2 separate regions of the Callithrix jacchus genome follow, and region 1 is linked to region 2. The links are chromatin contacts, called in public Hi-C maps. All regions are on one chromosome and are shown on one strand. The core of a region is the stretch at or near the end of the contact, and the rest is flanking DNA. Distances in the headings are between cores, read along the strand shown. Region 1 holds the start of FGF1 (fibroblast growth factor 1). Region 2 overlaps ARHGAP26 (Rho GTPase activating protein 26).

The links. Hi-C and Micro-C count contacts between places; a contact is called where the count stands out from the background.
Region 1: a Hi-C map of skeletal muscle shows a contact between it and region 2, with 4 times the contacts expected there. The contact joins the promoter of FGF1 here to the enhancer-like site in region 2. A contact is called at or near these places in 3 of 3 Hi-C or Micro-C datasets (induced pluripotent stem cells and skeletal muscle).

What each region holds. Positions count from the first base shown.
Region 1 is chr2:41,136,231-41,142,864 of calJac240_pri, forward strand. FGF1 (fibroblast growth factor 1) reads right to left here and starts at 1,903. Exons shown (of 3, transcript XM_017968523.4): 1 at 1,508-1,903. The region is part of intron 3 of ARHGAP26 (Rho GTPase activating protein 26); the gene reads left to right.
Region 2 is chr2:41,039,291-41,046,471 of calJac240_pri, forward strand. All of the region lies in intron 3 of ARHGAP26 (Rho GTPase activating protein 26), which reads left to right. All of the region lies in intron 2 of FGF1 (fibroblast growth factor 1), which reads right to left. Among named protein-coding and RNA genes, the nearest start is that of FGF1, 95 kb to the right of the region's middle. Within about 2 kb of position 1,936, at least 4 of the 16 cell types and tissues checked have an H3K27ac peak or open chromatin away from gene starts, as enhancers often do. A contact at or near this core is called in skeletal muscle, where this site is marked.

The DNA of each region.
Region 1 (6,634 bases), core at 653-3,152, 97 kb after region 2:
ATATCTTTTTTACTCTCAGAGAGCTCTAGGGATAACATGCCATGGAGTCTTTTAGTCACCTGTTTCACTAGCAATTACCCTTTCCTATGAGATTTTCTGTCACTAATACATTTTTGTGGCAGGTAAGAGGGAGGAGCTGCTATCAGAGGAGCTTTGACTCAATCTAGACCTTTGTAAAAAAAGTGGTATAGAGTAGCAACCATTGACTTCGGCCACCCTGCATCTAGCCCCCTTAGTCCTGGATGAGAACCCTGATCATGTCTGGGGAAACACCCCTTCATTGCTTTCAGTCCATGTGGTTTTGGGGATGGGAATGACTCCATGCACATGGCAACGCTGGGCACAATACCCACATTGGTTCTGTGTGATAGACCTTGAGATTCTAGCTAGAACTAGATAGGGCAGCACCTGTTCTTATACAGTGCTGTGCCAGTGTGGTGTCAGCTGGGAGCTTCTGCAGCCATCTGGCCACTGCAATGGGCAGGTCTTCCTGGAAACAGAAGGACACAGGGGATGCAAAGCCAAGAAATGGAAAGACAGATTCATGATGCCATCATCTAGGGCCCTGTATCCCATTGTACCAAAACCTTGCTTTTTCAGCCACATGAGTAAAAAACGAAATCTCTTTTTGCCCAAGTCTCTTCAAACTGGGTTTCAGTTCATGGTTACTAAAAGAATCCTGACTTATTCAAGTAATTACCTCGTTCCTACCAGAATTTTGTTGGCTGCTTCTTAGTATGGGTATGTGTAGTGCATAGCCCAGGGGCAGACTGTTTCCAGGATAACAGTTTGTGTGTACAAGTGATAGTGGGATCTATACATATCTCTAAATGGATATAGGTGCATGTGCTATGCAGAGGCATTAGAGGGGAGACTGAGACTGCAAAATCTGTTTCTCCTCTTTGTCTCTCAAGTCTGTGTACAGACCAATTTCCCCAACCCCTGATTTCATTCCTCTTGTTTTCAACCAGAGAAAGGAATTCTTGGGTCTGTTCAGTATATTCTTCAGGGTTCTAAGAAATCAGGAAGAGATGGGGAAGGGAGGTGTTGGAGAAAAGGAGGCTCTGTGTGTCCCATTTGTGTTTTTTTCCCTTTTGCCAATAACAAAGACTCAGCTGGCATCCTTTGTTTTCTATTTCATGCAGTGCTTTTTAAAATGAAGCTTTAAGTCTACAGTAATGGGATTTGTCTAATGATTTCCTGGTAAATGTCTTCTTGGATCTCAGCAAAGATAATTCATTTAGTAGGAATCACTTCCTGCTTCCCCGCTAAGAACTAGACCTACCCAGTTCTTTCTGACAGTAAACCAGCCTTTGAATGAGAGAAGGCAGTACAAGAATATTTTACTCTAGCATTCATCACGTAGACTCAAGCTTGCCACAGACCCAGATCAGGGAGGAGAAAAAGGAAGGCGGAGGTGAGGGGAGCGTTCATGCTGAGTACAAGCATGAAGTCAAGCAGAAAGTCTGTAGCAATCTGAGCCCTTTGCAGAAACAGATGTACTTACCTCTTTGCCTTGGCTCTGGGCTGCTTTCTTCCTGGGGCAGGGACAGCTTCTGCAGTGTCCACCCTGTTCTACCAGGACGGCTACAGGCAGGCTGCTGCAGGAGGAAGGGAGTTCCCATTCACCATCAGAAGGGAGTGTCCTCCCAGAAAAGGAGGCGATGCCCTCATTCCCCTGGAGCGAAGGCTGTTGGATCCACTTGTCCTCTCTCTCCTGTTCCCTTTCTGGTATGAATGGAGCTCAGAGGAGCCCCATGAAAAGAGCCGAGTGAAACCACACGCCACACCCACCCTGCTAACAGGTTGGTCTCCCAGCCTCAGGGATCGTGGAGAGGAATGCAGCGGAGTGGGTCATGGGCACTTAGGCCCCTACGAGTGCAGCTGACCCTGGTATGCCCACAGAAAGGCCAAGGACAACCGCTGTGTATTTATTTCTCCCCCTCTCATGTGATGTTATTTTTGGACTGGATACGAAAACTATTTGGGGGCTGGACAGCTGCCAGGTGAAAGGACAATGATCTCATCCGAGTTCTCTCCATGCCTCTCTCTGCACTAGTCCCTGTTACCTTTCCCAGTGTGAGGCAGAAGGCCGAGGGTTTTGCACCGAGCCTTACTGTCAGTACATCCAAGCCATGCGTCCAACTTACCATTGTTCTTCAGCTAGCCAACTGCCACCCTTTGGGGTTTCACAGAGGATCAATGTAACAAACGAAGTCCTTACTTTCATGTCTGAGGCAGGTGAGTGTCTGAGTGGCAGTCATGTCGCACGGTCATCATACACACTATTTTAGATGCAGGGATCCTCCAAAACCAGGAAGGGAGCCCCAACCCTGGAAGGCAGCTGTCGGCAGCATCACAGAGCAAAGTTCTTACATAACGTGTTGATTCTGACTTCCACCCGGTCTGTTTCTGCCTCTGACTCCTAGGCTTGTAAAACTGACAACATTAAAATAGCTTGATTTTTCACCTCTGATCCTTCCTCTTCAGATGTGAATGGTAAGTTTAGAAAATGCCATGTCTGGCAAAATGCCAATTCAGTATCGTCATCTTCACCATCATCACTGTAATTTACTGGGCCCCTTCTTGCTGAGTGCCCTTCATTTGCTGAGTACTTGTGCATTCTTGCATTTAATCCTTACAACACCCCTACCAGAAGGGATGATCGCTCCTATTTGATATCCAGGGAAGCTGAAGTTTGGAAAGGCTCCTCGCCTAACCTTTGGAGAGGACAGAGTGAGATGAGAAGTCCCGACTGTCTGAGCTCTTGGCCACTTTGACCTACTGTCTTCGGAAGATGTGAATCGTTGACATTTCACTGTTGTTTTCGCTTCCTAAGAGGGAAAACAAAACCCTTAGGGTTGATTCAGATCCACAACTTCAATCCTTGATTTCTGTCCCAAATCCAGTTCTTATAGGGGGAGAGAATGAGGTTTTCATCTCTTTATAGTCCCAGGCCCTGATTCTGGGTACAAGATGGAGTCTCTGGCCACAATTCTCACTGGAGCCATTTTTCTGTGAATAATTCACTGTGCAAAAACACACGCAGCAGAGAGGACTGGGCTGGGCCGCCCAGGCCAAGCTCCCACTAACCAAGCTGGACTGCACTTTCCACTGCTCAGAGAAAGCGACAGAGAGATTGAGCCAACAGCTTATCCAACACTGCCCTCTGCAGGTTACTAGCTGCATTACCCCAGATGGGGGTTTTCAAGGCTTTCCAAAGATGGGAGCCACACCAAGGATTATTTTTAGAGAATCAGTGTTTAGGTTCTCCATTTCTGCAGCTACTGTTTCCTAAATCTGGTTTGCCTGAGCACGTGTCCATGTTCACATTCTTTCCCCTACTGTATCAAAGGAAAGCATACCTGTCACTCTTCACAAATCTCACTAAGGTGCCATTGCCCCAAGTATAAAATCTCCAAGTCCCCAAACTAGGCGCTTCCTTTAATAATTTAATTCAGCCTCTTTTAATGATTAATTAGACATTTTTAAATTTAACAGCTTTGTCTTTCTTTTCTTGAATACTGAGGGACAGAACTGTGGAAGCAAATCAAAGAGAATATTAGAAATAATAACATTAATAGGTACACTTAAAGAATGATGTTACAATTTATTATTATTATTATTTTGAGACAGAGTCTTGATCTGTTGCCCAGGCTGGAGTGCAATGACACAATGTCTGCTCACTGCAACCTCTGCCTCCTGGCTTCAAGCGATTCTCCTGCCTCAGCCTCCTGGGTAGCTGGGATTACAGGCGTCTGCCACCACACTCGGCTAATTTTTGTATTTTTAGTAGAGATGGAATTTCACCATATTGGCTAGGCTTCTCTCGAACTCCAGACCTCAAGTAATCTGCCTGCCTCAACCTCCCAGAGTGCTGGGGTTACAGGCATGAGCCACCGTGCCAGGCCTACAGTTTAATTTTTAAATTCCAACTTTGTAATACATTAGAAATTATGATCTTGAAACCATATAAACTTAATGATGAAAATTAATATAAATGTTTAAATGTAGGTATATTTTGTTTTTCTAAATTGTTCTAGAAGGTACAAGAACAATTTGTGAGGTCTGCTATACCCTGGGCTGGGTATTGCTGACAGATAATAGGTTGCCATCTATTCATCCATTCATCCATCCATTCCTCAAATACCCATCGAGCACCTCTTGCATGCCAGGCCTTGTTTTAGGCACTAGATATAAAAGTAGTGAGCAAAAAATGGCATGTTCCATATCAAATTTTCAGTGATGGCTACCTCTGGGAAGTTGAGAGAGGGAAATAGATACGGATACACTTTTAATAATTAATCCAATAAATGTAAGAGTTCAACAATGATAAGCACTATCAAGTATTCTGTGCGGGAAACATGTGAGGGGAGAAGAAAAGGCACATACAGTACTTTTAAGGGTAAACAACCTTTATCCCATGTAAATAGCAATGTAGATATAATAAGCAAATGATATATTAAGCAAATCACAATAGGAAGGGGAGAAGGAAAAAGATATACATATTGACACTCACCAGACTATGGAGGATTCATCACCAGACTGAGAAGCAACAGCCTGGGCTCTAGAGTCGGCCACTGGTCTTTGCACAGATGAGGAGAGGTCTATGAATTTCCCGTAGAGTCTGGGACCCTAGCTCTTTTGTACCAAATTGTGTGGCATGAGGCCCAGTCATGATCCTTCACCACTGGGCTCAAGGAACACAAAAAGGTCAACATGTTTTTGTGATTGTCTGTTGTTTCTAAATAACTAACATATAGGAATAGATTGAAAGAGAGATTTCTCTGCAATAGCGCTGGATGAATGCCTCAAGGGGCTCACACAACCTACTCCACAACTTTGGTGACCATTGTTTGTGTCCACACGCAATTGAGTTCGAATTCAATATTTTTTTCCTCCACACCAAGGAGGAGTATTTTGGTAATTAAAGAATGTATAATGGAGATTAACAATATATAATGAGGATTGACCCACTTCATGGGGGGAGGCATCAGGGAAGTTAGCCCTGGAGAAAAGAAATCCAAACCCAAAATAAAGTGTCCAAGAATATGAAAAAACTGTGAAGACCTGGGAAATAAAAGCCACTATAACATGCGAGGATCAGGGAGAAGCAGGATCAACGTTTTTAGAGTTAGTTGGGTTTTTTGTTTGTTTATTTGTTTTGTTTCATTTGAGACAAAGTCTCACTCTGTTGCCCAGGATGGGGTGAAGTGGTGTGATCTCAGCTCACTGCAACCTCAGTCTCCTGGGTTCAAGTGATTCTCCTGCTTCAGCCTCCCTGGTAGCTAAGATTACAGGCCTGCCACATAGAAGGTGCTCAATAGGTATTTGAGGAATGGGTGAATGAATGGATGTATACATGGCTGGGATTACAGGTGCTACCATGCCCAGCTGATTTTTTTGTATTTTTAATAGAGACAGGGTTTCACCATGTTGGCCAGGCTGGTCTTGAACTCCTGACCTCAAATGATCTGCTTGCCTCAGCCTCCCAGAGTGCAGGAATTACAGGCTTGAGCCACTGCACCCAGCCTAGAGTTAGTTGTTTTTGTAAAGGGTCTCTGTCCTTATACAACTTCGACCATATTATAAATTAGTGGTTCTCAATCAGGAGTGATCGTTCCCCAGGGGACATTTAGCAGTTTCTACAGACAGGGTTAGTTGCTGCATCTGGGGTTATTCTAGTGGCATCTAGTGAGCAGAGGTCCCGGATGTTGCTAAACTTTCTACAGTGCTCAGGACAGCTCCCCATAACAAAGAATTATCTGGACCTAACAGTCCATAGTGCTGAGGTTGAAAAATCCGATTATAAATGGGGGTAGGGCAGGCCTAACAAGTGTCTATAGAGGATGTGAATTCACTCATTTGCTTGTTCATTTATTCATTTATGTTTTCAGCAAATACTTACTGAGTCCTCACTATGTTTGAAACACTATTCTGCGCATAGTTGAAGCCCACCAGTTACGCATTAACCAAAAATTATCACCTCAAATAGGCAGCCTAGTTATGTTCCTCTGTTACCCAGCTTAAAAGTTTTACCATTAGAATGCTGACAAAGCTGGTCTTATTGTCTGCAGAAAGAAGATATTAAAATACATGGATATTATTTGCAAGGATGGCCACTAAAGTATTGTTTGTAATAGTGGAAACAACCTAAATGTCAGCAGAATGGTGGCCTAATTGTAACACAGTGTTACAATGGCATACTGAGCTGCCAGTAAAAAAGAAAGGCAAGTCTCTTTGTGGTGACATGGAAAACAACCGTGGAGATATTCTTAACTGGGTTTTGTTTTTCTGAATCGCAGTTAGAATACGATTGATGCAATGTGTGTTTTTTAAAAATTGGCGTGTGTGTGTGTGCATGTGTGTGTGTGTGTGTGTGAGAGAGAGAGAGAGAGAGAGAGAGAGAGAGAGAGAGTTTGCTTGCATGTGCATGCAATTGCTGGAGAACTTCTCACCCAATTCTTAATAATGGCTACCTCTAGAGAGTAAGAAACAAAAACTATAATGTGTTCGTTGGTAATAGCTCTCTCTCTACTTCCACCTTTTCATACTGATCAGCTTCTCCCAGGTTCATCTACATTATTATCAATAGTCAAGTCACCAACTTCTAGAGATCCTTCACCTTGCAGAA
Region 2 (7,181 bases), core at 686-3,185:
AAGAGGAAACGGAACTGTGCTTATCTGGACCCTTGGCTGAGATGACAACTTCAAGAGAGGGTTTCCTGTGCCCTCTGTCACTTGGCAATTTGATATAAGTTGAAGCTCCAGACTAAAATCCCCGCTACTGGCTGCCTTTTTGAAGACATCTTCATAAAAGGGAGGAAAGGGGTTCGGATTGGGTCAGGAATTATAGCCAAGCCTTGGTTTATCAACTGTTAGGATACAGAGGAGGGATCATTAAAACCTAGAAATAACTTCACAACCTGCAGTCATTGGTTTAAGCGGTCTCTCCAGGTAACTCTTGTTGCAGAGATACAAACAGGGGAACATTTCATTGCTTCTATTTCTATTCCTTTCCCATAAAGACCAATCTATACTCAGTCAAGCCTGTATAAAGCATTAGCTATGACAGGGAGAGAGCAGGGAACATGGAGGATTTTAGTACTGATTTTAGACTATGCCTCTCCATGCGGCTCATTCATCCTCACATCCTTTCAGTACCTGACGTGGCACTTAGACACGAGACATTTGATAAATGTTGAATTAAGTTATTAAGCTCTCTGTCCTTTTCGGTAATGCTTTCAGAATAAAAGGGACAGGCCACGCGTGGTGGCTCATGCCTGTAATCCCAGCACTTTGGGAGGCTGAGGTGGGTGGATCACCTGAAGTCGGGAGTTGGAGACTACCCTGACCAACACGGAGAAACTCCGTATCTACTAAAAATACAAAATTAGCGGGGCATGGTGTTGCATGCCTGTAATCCCAGCTACGCGGGAAGCTGAGGCAGGAGAATTGCTTGAACCTGGGAGGCAGAGGTTGTGGTGAGCTGACATTGCGGACTGCACCATTGCACTCCAGCCTGGGTGACAAGAGCAAAACTCCATCTCAAAAAAAGGTGGGGGGGGGCTATTTTCAAATTTTTATACATGACATATAACCTACAAAATCCCAGGCTCTGCCATTTGTGTAAGAAGCAATGAGAGACACACCTATAGCACATGGTGCCTAGGTACTCAGGAAACATTTTTGGGCTGTGTGTGGTGGCCTATAATTTCAGCACTTTGGAAGGCTAAACCCAGGAGTTTGAGACCAACCTCAGCAGCATAGGGAGACTGTCTCTACCAAAAATAAAAACATTAACCAAGCATGGTGGTGTTTGTCAGTAGTCCCAGCTACTCAGTGGGCTGAGGTGGAAGAATCGCTTGAGCCCAGGAGTTGGAGGCTACAGTGAGCCATGATTGTGCCACTGCACTCCAGCATAGGTGACAGAGCCAGACTGTCTCAGAGGAAAAAAAAAGAAAAACATTTTTGGAATGAATGAATGAATGGAATGGGATTAGATATTCTAAAATGAGTGACTGAGGAGTTGCCAAGACATCAATCAATCTTTCATCTGTGTTTATATGATAATACATTTGAGTGTTTTGAGAGAATACCGCAAGAAACTCTTTTATGTTTGTGCCTAAAATAAAGCAGGGTGAGGGTGGGAATCCTTCTGGAAAAAATAACAAACAGAGACTAATTGTTGCTTTATAGTTTGCCTCACTCCATGTAACAAGATTTCTGGAACCCTCAAACCTTGGCCGCGTCTGGAAGCGTGTCAGCTTCATACTTACTGAGCCGTATAAAAGCCCGTCGGTGTCCATGGCCAAGTACTGGCCAGTCTCGGTACTCTTTATATACACCTCCCCCACGCTTTCCGCACTGAGCTGCAGCTGAACTGGAATAAAAATAACACAAGCAAAAGTAAATAAACACTACGCTTTTGCCGATAGGACCCGTCAGCCAGGACAGTTGGCCATGGAAAAGTCTGCTCATTCATTTCTCAGAGCCCTCAGGGATGAGCCTCAGATGAATCAAAACATAGAAATACAGTCCCTTTGTCTTTGCCCCTCAAAGAAAGCTGTCCGTGGGGAGTTATGACCTTGAGAGAGGGAGGAGAGACAACGGCCAGCTAACCTACCTGTGCACCCTGCTGGTTACAAAATGACTCCACGTGCACCTTGATGGTGCCTGACTGCTATTTTTCTGTCACCTGGAGGAGGAGGAAATGGCATTGGCTCCCCTGGGCTCCCTCATCCCTGCATCTTGCAGTGCCTTCGAGTAGGATCTGGCCAGCCTGCATGTGTTCTGCTTTCGTTATCAACCTGCACTGGTTGCCTTTTAATTGTCTGGGCCTTGCAGTCGTGGGAGAGACTCCTGTCCACAGATCATTATTTTATAAAGTCTGAGATTGCTGTTTTCCCTGAGACAGAAGAGGTTCCCAGAAAGTTAGGATTGGTTGCCACATACTAAATTCAGGGAAATTCATAATGAAGGTTTTGTTAATCCCTCAGCCTCTGTGGCAACCCACATGGGGTACAGGCAGAGGGGAGATCGCCAGCTCCTGATGGGGGGGAGAATGAAGCCATTACCTGGAAATGCAGTGATGAGAACAGTGGTTCTCAACGGGGGGTGATTTTGTTCCAAAGAGGACATTTGGTAATGTCTGGAGACAGTTTCTGTTGTCACAGCTAGTGGGGCGGGTGCTATGGCATCTGGTGGGTAGAGGCCAGGGATGCTGCTAACATCCTACAATGCACAAAGCAGCCCCCACAGCAAAGAATTTTCCAGCCCAAAGAGTCAGCAGCACCCAGGCTGAGAAGAAACCTGGAGACGGAGGGAAAGGACTGTGAGTTACAGAGCCACACTCTCCTCCTTCACACTGATTGACACTCCCAAGGTGCTGGATACTTAATCGGAGTCCAGTATCCATTTGATAATTATTAACTTGTTTATTCACCCGAAGGTGCCTCTTGAGGGAGATGCTTTAGTTATTCACATTTGGGAATTGGAATTAATTGTAGACTCTTTGGGATAATTTATTTGGTCACCAGACCATCACAACCACCATTACAACTAGTAGTGAAATCTAGACCAGGAACCAGTGGCTGCCCAGTAGTTCCCTGGGAGGATGAGGAGGCATCTCTGAGGTTCGGGCTGGCAGAGGGCGAGGGGCAGGAGAGGCTGGAACACACATGGCTTTGGTTAGTAGATCTAGACCCCTCATTGGCTTTTCTTTGTTTTCTTTTTTCTTTTCTTTTCTTTTTTTTTTTGAGACAGGTCTTGCTCTATCACTCAGGCTGGAGTGCAGTGGCACGATCTCGGGTCACTACAACCTCCGCCTCCCAAGTTCAAGCAATTCTCCTGCCTCAGCCTCCCGAGTAGCTGGGATTACAGGAGTGCACTACCATGTCTGGCTAATTTTTATGTGTTTAGTATAGATGGAGTTTCACCATGTTGCCAGGCTTGTCTCAAACTCCTGACCTCATGTTCTGCCTACCTCGGCCTCCCAAAGTGCTGGGATTACAGATGTGAGCCACTGCACTCGACTTGTTTTCATTTTTAATTTAATTTATTTGAATAGGAAATTTACTCGCATGTTTCCACCTAGCAGAGGAGACAGTGAAAAGCTCCCTTCTGGAGTGCACATCTCCTGGGGGGATACAGAAACAAGGAAACTCCTCCTAGACACATTGTATGTGTATCCTTTCTAGAGAGTTTGCATGCATATATTACAAAAGACATACTATCTCTTACTAATGGTAACATACAAAGCACACAAGTCTGCACCTTGCTTTTTTTGCTTGACAAATTGGAGACCTTTCCAGATCAGTAGTGAAAGTGAACTTCTTTCTTCTTGCCAATTGAATTGTGTTCCATTATGTAGCTACACCATAATCATTTAACCACTTCTCTGTTCATATGCCTGTATTTTCTTATTTCTCTTTGCTTTCTTATCTCCTGATTCACCCCCAGGATAATACATAGCTTCATCACCCTTAGCTAAGATGCAATTCTCCCTTCCTTGGAAGTCTTTGCTATAGAGACTCAGGACTTCCTTTAGCTTCCTGTGGCAAGTGGAGTTTATTTAATTCACAGGACGGAACTGGAACCCACGGATGCCCTTTCTCCCAGGTCCTCCTGGTCATGGTTAGCTCTGAGAGTGTAGTCACGAGGGAACAGGCCAATGGGCCTCTACTGTAAGGTGGGCCCTGCTCTCGCGAGCCTTCAGTCACACCACGTGCTCGCTCTTTCTGCTCCTATTAAACTTAAACACAGGCCAGGTGTGGTGTCTCATGCCTGTAATCCCAGCACTTGGGGAGGCTGTGGCAGATGCATCACCTGATGTCGGAAGTTCACTGGAGAAAACTCATCTCTACTAAAAATACAAAATTAGTCAGGCCTGGTGGTGCACGCCTGTAATTCCAGCTACTCGGGAGGCTGAGGCAGGAGAATTGCTTGAACACAGGAGACGGAGGTTGCGGTGAGCCGAGATGGCACCATTGCACTCCTGCCTGGCAACAAGAGCGAAACTCCATCTCAAAAACAAAAACCACTTCGACACAACAAGCTCTTTCCCTGTCTTCCCAGCATCTTTACACATGCTATGCCCTCTGTCTGGCACCTTCTTCCTCCAGATATTGACAAGGTTCTTCTCCAGGCCTCAGCCTAAATGTCCTAAAACAGGCCTTCTCCAGTAACCTGTGACACTCTGTGCGCTGGGTCCTTTTATCTTCACCCCATTCTCCCTGCAATGCCACCCTCTTCCACATCCTCCTCCTCCTCTGGCCCTTGTTTGTTTCTTTCATGGCACTTAGTACAACATGCAATGATTTTATTATCTATGGAGCTACTGATCTATTTCTGCTTCCCCAGGAGAGTGTACACTCTAAGAGGAAGGGCAGAGATCTTGTCCTGTTCCCTCTTGGGTCCTCAGCACCTCCTACAGTGCCTTGCACACAGGGGACAGTCCATATTTTTTGGTGACTGAATGGTGTTGGACTCATGCCAGCAGAGATGATTCTGCTGGCCCATCATCAGTAAGGCTTGCACTTTGAGTTATGTTTCCAGTGATGCTCTGAGGGGTACAGTAAGATGGGACCATGTGGAGAGGTTTAAGACTCGAGGCTGGGCTCTGAGCTAGTGACCCTGGCTAGGCTGTGTAGTCTCATCAACACAATCTCTTTTTCAGTAAAATGAAGGGTATTTGGGCTCAGTCTCCATAAAGTTATTTCTTGGTCTAACAGTCTACGAAGCAAGTAGATCACTGAATGCCAAATAGAATATTCTTTGGCAATATAAAGGAACAGCATTCTGAGGCGTGCCACAACGTGGATGAGTCTGGAAAGAGTGCTGAGTGAGAAGAAAGCATCATAAAGGACCGTGTATTTTATGATTTCATTTAAATGTCCAGAATAAGCAGACCCTTAAAGACAGCAAGTAGATTCATGGTAGCCAGGGCCGGGGTGGGTGGAGATGGGGGAATTATGGTTAGAGGCATGGGGCTTCTTGAAAATATTCCAAAATGGATTGTGGTGTTGGTTGCACAACTCTGAAGTTGTAAGAAAACCACTGCGTTGTATGACTTAAACGCTGAAGTGTATGGCAGGAGTGTTATACCTCAAAAAAGCTGTTTGTAAAAAATGGTTATTAGACTTTATGGTTTTCAGAGAACCTTCCCATAGACTTTTCTGTCAATTTCCCAGCATAATCTTCTATGTTTCAGAGAGACCAGAGGAAGGGGCTCACCTTTTACTGATCACCTACAATGTGCCAGGTATCATGCTAGTTTCTATTTTGATACAACCAGTATAAAATTAAAGAGTGTGAGCTCCAGAACACAACTGCATGAACTCAAAATTCTGCTTGACCACCTATCAGCTGTGTGATCATTAGGCAAATGACTTGCCTCTGTTTCCTTATCTATAATAATAGTTGTTGTAAGGGCTAATGCATGGAAAGTGGCCAGTACTCTATGACCATTTCCTCTGTGCTTTTGTGACCTTTTCTGCTCCTTGAAGCATTCCCTGGAGGAAGCTGGTGCTTGCTCTGTCCTTTAGGTGAAAAGCTGGAGTTTTGTGAGGCATGTTTTATGCAAGGTTATACTTCTAAGAAGGGGAAAAATCATTTCGAGAGCCCAGGTTGAGTACTCAAAGTATCCTACGTTTTTCTCTCTTTCACACCACCTCTTGGGCTCCAGTTATGGGATGCATTGATCCAAATCCAGCCAGACTCTCCTGCTCGGACCCTCTTGTGTTCAAGATCAGACATGGACAAGATGGCGGGTGATCATCCAGCGTCCCATTTGTAGCCATGGAGTGGAATGAGTTTAGTTGCCTGGGACTCTTTTCAACCTACCACCCATTTATGTATTTAGTCAAACACATTATAGGTGCTACAGAAACCCCAAAGGGAAGGTCTTTTTAGGTAACCAAAGAAGTTTTTTTGTTTTTGTTTTTGAGATGGAGTCTCACTCTGTTGCCCAGGCTGGAGTACAGTGGCACGATCTCCACTCATTGCAACCTCTGCCTCTCAGGTTGAAGTGATTCTCCTGCCTCAGCCTCCAGAGTGACTGGGATTACAGGGATACACCATCACGCCCAGGTAGTTTTTTAGATATTTTTAGTAGACCCAGGGTTTCACCATGTTGGCCAGGCTGGTTTTGAACTCCTGACCTCAGGTGATCCACCCACCTCAGCCTCCCAAAGTGCTGGGATTACAGGCGTGAGCCACCTTGCCCAGCCAATCAAAGAAGATTTTTAAAAAGCTTTTCACTTCCTATTCCTTTCTGTTTTGCTGCCTCCGAGAGCACCTACTTGTCTGGCCATGGGGCTGAATAGGGTTGGCTTTGCCATCTGTGGAGTTCCATCATGGCCATGAAGAGGCCTCACAGAGGTGAACAAGAGCCAGAGGCCTGCTTAGCACATGAATTCAGCCCTCAGCCATGAGTCCCGACACCAGGGTTGTTGCACCGGTGAGAGTTCGTCTCAAGAGTTTCCTCTGTAAATATTATTTCTCCAGGATGTCCAAGTTTCATAGCTCATTTTCACTAGATTTCTTTCTGGCTCAGTTTCCTAAACATATATCCTTCTGCAAGCAGGGCTGGCAGGAAGGAGCAACACCCAGCGTGAGCAGCTCGTGTAGCTGGCTAGGTGTCCAACTCTCTCGTGTGACTTCATTCCAGTTTTCCAGACCTACATCCTCTTACAGCTGCTGCTCAGGATGGGCAAGGAAGGAAAGATCTTGAGAAAGGGGGGCCTTGGGAAGAGAGGGAGGGGCTGGCCACACAGCAGCAGCTCCTTCCTCTGGTGACAGCTCAGGATCGGGGACAGAGAGCCATTCAGTCAACAGACATT